2 separate regions of the Mus musculus genome follow, and region 2 is linked to region 1. Evidence: chromatin contacts called from public promoter capture Hi-C data. All regions are on one chromosome and are shown on one strand. The core of a region is the stretch at or near the end of the contact, and the rest is flanking DNA. Distances in the headings are between cores, read along the strand shown.

What was found. Promoter capture Hi-C pulls out the DNA fragments that hold promoters and counts their contacts.
Region 2: a promoter capture Hi-C map of liver shows a contact between it and region 1, with 2.4 times the contacts expected there. The contact joins the enhancer-like site here to the promoter of Cisd2 in region 1. A contact is called at or near these places in 4 of 39 promoter capture datasets (the C10 cell line, liver, neutrophils and 1 more), 1 of 115 datasets of contacts at active chromatin or transcription factors (astrocytes) and 1 of 9 other capture datasets (adipose tissue).

What each region holds. Positions count from the first base shown.
Region 1 is chr3:135,421,733-135,425,137 of GRCm38.p6, reverse strand. It overlaps Cisd2 (CDGSH iron sulfur domain 2), which reads left to right and starts at 1,705. Exons shown (of 3, transcript NM_025902.3): 1 at 1,705-1,879. The coding sequence starts at 1,777.
Region 2 is chr3:136,707,168-136,710,701 of GRCm38.p6, reverse strand. All of the region lies in intron 1 of Ppp3ca (protein phosphatase 3, catalytic subunit, alpha isoform), which reads right to left. Among named protein-coding and RNA genes, the nearest start is that of Ppp3ca, 39 kb to the right of the region's middle. Within about 2 kb of position 2,236, at least 58 of the 459 cell types and tissues checked have an H3K27ac peak or open chromatin away from gene starts, as enhancers often do. A contact at or near this core is called in adipose tissue, liver and pre-B cells, where this site is marked.

The DNA of each region.
Region 1 (3,405 bases), core at 456-2,955:
TCAGAGGGCAAGAATGCTTAAATTTCACTCCTTTTAAGACAAACAACTTTGGGACCTTTTTTCCTTCAGACAAAAACAAACAAAACAAAACAAATAAACAAAAAACCTAACCTCCCAAAAGGAATGGAAATATGGAAATCCTAATGGAAACAGTAATCTTTTAAATCACCACTTTTTGGTGTATCATTTGCTATGCCATAGCTCATAGACATGTTCTATATCCAAAAACCTTCAATTATCCAATTGTACTTGGTCAATCTGATCAGGTTAAAAATGATAGTAATTTTAAAAAAACTTTTCATCACCTGCTACTTTTCTTTTTAGTGTTTTAGTGAAAAAAATGATCAGAGTTAAATTTAAACAGTTCAAAGAACAGTTTACTTTTCTTTTTTTTTTTTTAGATTTTTTTTTTAAATTAGGTATTTTCCTCGTTTACATTTTCAATGCTATCCCAAAGGTCCCCCATACCCACCCCCCCCCAACAGTTTACTTTTCAAACTTAAAATACCAACAAAAAAATAAAGCTGATTACAGCTCGATGTTACGTGGGCATACCAAATGCTGAATGTTACAGAACACTGATGTCAAGTTTCCAGGATACTTTTACCAGGTACTTGCTCTGGCCTTCCCTTAGCTCTAGTACTTGTGGTCTGTTTAAAGAATTTAAACGAGACACAGGATAGTGAAGACAAGAGTTTATTAAATGATAAAGTAGGGTACTCACAAAGGGGAGAAGAGACCAAAGGGAACACTATAGAGGTGAACAATTTCATGAGGTGACAGTGGATAACAGCTAAACTATGGTGTTGTGACATGTTTTTTAAGTAGGCTTTGTACTATTTAAGTCTCTTGAATAGACAATTTTCCGATTTCCTTGATAGGCCCATTTGGATGAACTCATAAAGGAGGGAGAACAGTGGTTACACCTTTATTCTTCCCAGAAAGCTCTCCTTTTCAGCACCAGATAGCAAACTTAAGATCTTTGGCTCAGTTTAGAATGTCATGTTTTCACCAAGGCCAGAGATTTTTTTTTTTTTTTGACCAGTAATCAGAGTTGCAGTTTCAGTTCCGAGGATTGTAAGCTGCAGACTGAACTTGGGGTCGGTCCATCCTCAGTGACCTTCAAGCCTGCTCATCTGACTAGCTTGCTATTCAACAGTAGGCTCCTGGGTCAAAAGCCCTTAACTCCACAGCGAATGCATTACCCTGGCTATTCTAACCTCAGCCAAGATAGGTAAGTAAAACCACTCCAATACCTTTACATTTTACAAGACGTAAGCCCCGTGTCACAGAAACTCCACAAGACAAGCGTGGTTATCCCAGCATTTGGAAGATGAAGATACTCATAGTTATCAGCCTCCTGAATGTCAGTTCAGGCTGGGTTACATGACTGTCTAAAAAAGGGGGTGGGGGGCAAACACATTTCCCCCCTTTAAAAAGAAAAGCCTTTGACTGCTTGGGCAGAACTGACTAAAGTTGCGGAGGAAAAAACAATCAGTGGGTAACTTTGGGTTTCTTTCAAAACCCGGCCACCCGCTTCCGCAGACGTCAAGGGTCGAAAGCGGACGCCCACCCCCGCAGCCGAGCCGAGGACAGGCCGGGCTCCGTACGCTGGGCGCTGCGTTGCGCTCGGCTCCGCTCCGCAGCGCGCACGTCACTCGCCGCGCGCCAATCGCGGCCCGGCGGGCCACCTCCCGCCCGAGCCCGCGAGCCCGCCGGCCGCTTCCGCTCTCACGCAAGCGCAGCAGCCGGGCAGCGGACGCCGCCGGCGGCAGGATGGTCCTGGACAGCGTGGCCCGCATCGTGAAGGTGCAGCTGCCCGCCTACCTCAAGCAGCTCCCGGTCCCCGACAGCATCACCGGGTTCGCCCGCCTCACAGGTAACCCTCCCGCCGCCGTCCCATCCTCGCGCGCCGCCCCCGTGGGGGCAGCGGTGGAGAGCGCGGCGCGGCGCGGGGCGGGCCGGGGCGGGGCGTCAGGCCTTGGCACGTGACCCGCGGCCGGCGTGCGCCTGCGCGGCGCGAGGCGGCCCCGGGAAGGGTTCCTTTCCCGGGCGACCGACCCAACGGGTTAATGCCGGGGAGTAGGTGCTGAGGTAGGAGCGACGCGGCTCGTTCCTGAACTCACTGTCGCATGCATCTTGTAAAGCACTTTCCAAGTCCTCGCTGTGTGAGGCGCCCAGCGCGTGGGGAAGAAGTACTGCCTCCACGCCATGCCCGTGTATGATGCCTGTATTAACGAAATCACCAGTGACCTCCCTTCCCGACAGCACTTGGAGGCTTGAAGTCACCTATCATGGAGGCATTTGAGGTCACCTCCATAACTACAGTTCCTGGAGCAAGTTGAGGTGCAGAAAAAGTAGCCGGATGTATTCCTAGGCTCTATGATTTTGGAGCATTGAATCTATTGTGAATTAAGGTTCTGCCTGTATGAAAAGGTTCCCGCAGCTCAGTAATAAATATCTTGACTATATGCAGAATGCAGTCAGTACTTGATAGATTGTGTTGGGTTTGGAGCATGATGGTGTAGGTTAAATTTTTCTAAACCGTGTCCGCAGACTGTATGAGATGGTGACAAAATCAGCAGTGCCTGAGGTCCCTAATATCAGCGAATGCAAACATGAATTTAGATAACTCGGAGGTGAGTAGTCTAGAGACATTTGACTTGAAATACAATAATTGGGAGACTTGGAAGAAAAAGTAATTCCGTGTACCAGAAGATGGAGTTCATACCAAATTGTTGAGGAGTATTTGGAGATGGGTGTCAGCCCCATTCCAAGGAAATTATTTTGTTTGCAGTTTGGCTTTTCCTGAGTGAGTTCCTCAAACAGATGTGCATTTGATACTCGCCCCTCCCAGGGATAAAAAGTAAAAACAAAAGAGACTCATGTGTTTATATGGATACACCTATACCATACAGACTTTAACAGAGAGATTTTTTTTTTAATTGTCACTGACAACTGCTCTGTTAACAAGTAGGTTTTAAGCTTTTAACGTGTTTAAACATTAGATCCAGTAGAGTGTATGAAAGAGATTAGAAAGCACTGTAGCTGACGAATCCACACCAAGGAAACATGCAGACACTTGAAGTAACATAAAAGTAACAAGAACAAAAAATTCCAAATCTTCTGTTCTCTATAAATATCAAAATTTCTTGGTCCTGTGCCCTTATTTTTAAAAACTGTAGCAAGTACATGACTTGACTTCCCTCCCCTGCCATTTCTTTACCTCGGCACTGTTTCGTGTAACCCTCCTGCAGGTATTCTGACAGTACTGATCTTGTCCTCTGCCTTCCTGCCCCTTTATAGCTTGAAATTTAGAGTTCTATATTTCAAATAAGTGCGTTGTAGTAGTTTAATGTTAGTATACATAAACCAATTGTTTTTTCTCTTCTGAATGGTATAGTC
Region 2 (3,534 bases), core at 987-3,486, 1.3 Mb before region 1:
TATTCTCTGTATCTAGGAAATGTGAACCACGGTAGCATTGTAAAACATTGGAAAGGTTATACAAGATCAGTCAGAAAACATGTTTGGATCAGAGACTCGCAAAGCCTTACCTCTTTCCTGGGGATTTCCTGACAAAGGGCAAGATCAGCTCAAAATGTAAACTGTGGTGACAGTCACGGTCTACTGGTGAGAGAGAAACGGTCATGGAGACGGGTCAGTTGTTCTTTTCTCACATAATTCTGAAAATCACTATAAGGCTCATCTAATCATTTCACATGATGCTCTTAAATGTTACTCCGGATTATACTGTCTGCGGGCTTCCCCAAAAAGAATGGATCCCTGGATAACTGAGTCCTCCAGGGACAAGATTAGCACTGCACCTATCACTAACTATTGAGGAAAAGAAAAAAAGTATTAACTTTAAAACGCCATTTTTAGTGTTTTGTTCTGTATAGTGGACCAGGGATAGGAAGGCTCTATCTGATTCTGAGAAGATCAGACAGGAGAGGCTTGGAAAAAAATAAAGAAATAAGGATTTTTTTCCAACTGAAAAACAAACAAATAAATAAATAATTTTGATAAACAATTTAAGACACTAAGATTTTACTTTTAAAACATTTCAAACATTGTGTTACCACCATCCAAGACAATGTACTCTCAGATGCCAACAAGCTGAACATTCTGCAAAAATATATACTTATATTCAAATAGTTTTATATAAAGTAAGTCTTACACACATACACACAACCTCTAATGTCACATAAAGCATCAACAGTTTTTAAGTGTCCAAGGTTTACTGAAACTGCAAAAACCTGACTGATGTAATAACATCAACATCCAATAACAACACAACATTCGCTGCTTCCTATCAGGCCATCCATATCACATATCACAATAAAGTTGTGAGCCACGAGACCAAGTGAAGACCATTTGAGACCCAAGTAACACAGCTAAAGGCAAGGCAACACCGTGGATGTCCTTCTAGAACGCCCCCACTCTTTAAAGAGCATTATTGTACACACCTTACATAGTGCTCTCTCTTTACGCCGAGTTGGATTTTTAAAAGCAGTGTTAATATTTTAAAGTCATATGTGAAACCAAAGGCAATTATCAATCATCAAATTAAAATAAAACAATGTAAATTAATAAACATTTGCTGAGCTCAAGGTCCATTTAATTTAGTTTGGGCAATATCTTCTCTTTCAGCTCCAAAGATGCACAACTGTAAGGCTTTTCTTCGAAAGAGAAATTTCACTGGTAAATGGTAAATGCTCCCCAGACCTAGGAATCAAACGCTGTTGCCTGCCTCAGAGTAAGGAAATGTTAAGTCAAGTCTATAAATGCTTGAGTCTAAACCAAGGACATTAATTTACTCAGTTGTTTGTGCCAGAAACATTTCCTGAGACCTTGCCGAGATAAGGTAGCAGCTCTGTCATTAACTAACTGTGCAGCCACTGTCACTGAGTGACAGGTCAGTCACTCAGTTTGATCCTCTTTAAATGTCGACGTATCCTCATCTTGAGGGTACTGACTGGCATCAACACTCTAAGAAAATCAAGCTGCAGTGGTAAGTCATCATAAGGATTTTAGTATCAGATAAATCAGAAGAAATGAGGGTCAGCTTTCTAATTAGCATAAATCAGCTGTATAGCAAGAGCTACAGCTGTCAAAGCTATCATCCACATGCCCAAGAAAACACCCATTGCTTGATTTTCTGGATCTTGGTCAGTTACGTTAATTACAGTGATTATTTCAAGCTCCATCCATTCACATTTCAAAAATATTTTTTAGAAACTTATTTATGGTGTGTGTGTGTGTGTGTGTGTGTGCGTACCCCATAGTATGCACTCATGTTAAAAAGAGAGGCCAAATTTCTGGAGGTGGTCTTCCCCTTCAACCATGTGGATCAAAGGGCTGCCAAGCTTTGTCCCAACTGCCTTTATCTAATGAGCCACTTCACCAGCCCTGTTTGCTGGTTTGCCTAGCACTATGCTGTCTTCTGTAAGTAGAAGTATCTTCTTGTGACTAAACGTGTGCAGCTCACTTGAAGGGTTTGCAGACACCTTCACTGGGATATTGTAATAATCCTTTCCTAGATTTTACTCCTTAGACTGTCTTTGATTTTACTTACACGGCTAATTACATTTAAGACTGCCCACTGAATGATTTGATGGCTCTCCTGTTATTGCAGTGTTTGGTCACTTGAGGAGACTTCCCAGTGTACTGGGCCTTGCTTCCCCAACTCTGCCTCTTTCTGTGCAGACCAGGGCCTTGGTTTGCAGATGTTAACTCCTAGTACAAGGTCAACACTCCACTTTAGTTTCAGTTTCATTTCCACTAATGAAGACTTTTTTTTTCTTATTTATGGCTTTTAAAATTAATGCAATAAAAATCTGAAAGGAAAACATTGCCTTAAGTACAGGTTTGCTCATCTAAATTCTTCATGCTATGACTTGAAACATTTAAAAGTGAAATGTGTCCACATATCTAGCAGGCTTTAACTAAAAACTTTCAACTAACTTAGTTATTCAACAGGTTCTACAATCTGCATTCAATTACTTAATTTTACTAGCACAAGAAAGAATATAAAAGCACAGTTTCTATCGCGACCTTACATTTTGTAACTAGGGAAACAAATTTTAAAATGCCTAATAAATGTTCCTTAGTTTTATATGCCACAATTTATATAAGGCTGCCTAACTTTTAAACAAACCAGTTAGTCTGACCCAATTTAAAGAAAAACATTGAGGCTATTGACAGTTAACTGAAATGTCAAGCCACTTAAGAAGAAAGCTATTAGTAAAACAAGGGTGAGCTTATTAGCACTTGTGAAAAGCACAATAAATAAACAATGGGGCCCATTCAGAGACCTGAACAGAGACAACAGAAACCAGTTCCCTCCTGGGCAACAGTCTGTTTATTTTATTTGCTTATCAGATATCAGAGCAAATGATCCCATAGGCTTCGACTGGCTTAAAACCATCTCCAGGCTTCCAGGAAGGGACTCTGTGGGTTTCCAACAGGGGGGCTGCTCACAGGATCAGGACAGAACCCTAAAGTATCTGAGGCTATTCAAGGCATCCTTCACTTACCTGCATCTCTAACACGTCCAGTGGTGGTTTTAAGAACAGAGCAGGAAGTAAGGTGCCTTTCCAACAGAACTCTAGAAGCACTAGACAGAAGGTAGTGATATTTTGGAAAAATAGAGCAACTTTGTTTCTCACCTTGGGGAAAGGTATGAAAAGAAAAAAACTGGGCACTCAGTCATAACTGAAGTGTTCTAGAAAACCAACAAGCAACCAAGGCATGCACTGTAAAATGTTCTTTTAATGATGTCATCTAGGGTTAGGCTAACTGATGAAAGTCTCTGTTTCTTTTATAGTATAAACATGCAGAGAAAATTATAAATTCCCCTTTTTCATATAGAAAGAAAAGGTAATGATACTGTTTGAAGAAGATAAAAGACGTGAAATATCATAACTTCCTAGTCAGAGGCTGTTTAGGATTGAACACATTGGCTACAATCCTCTTACT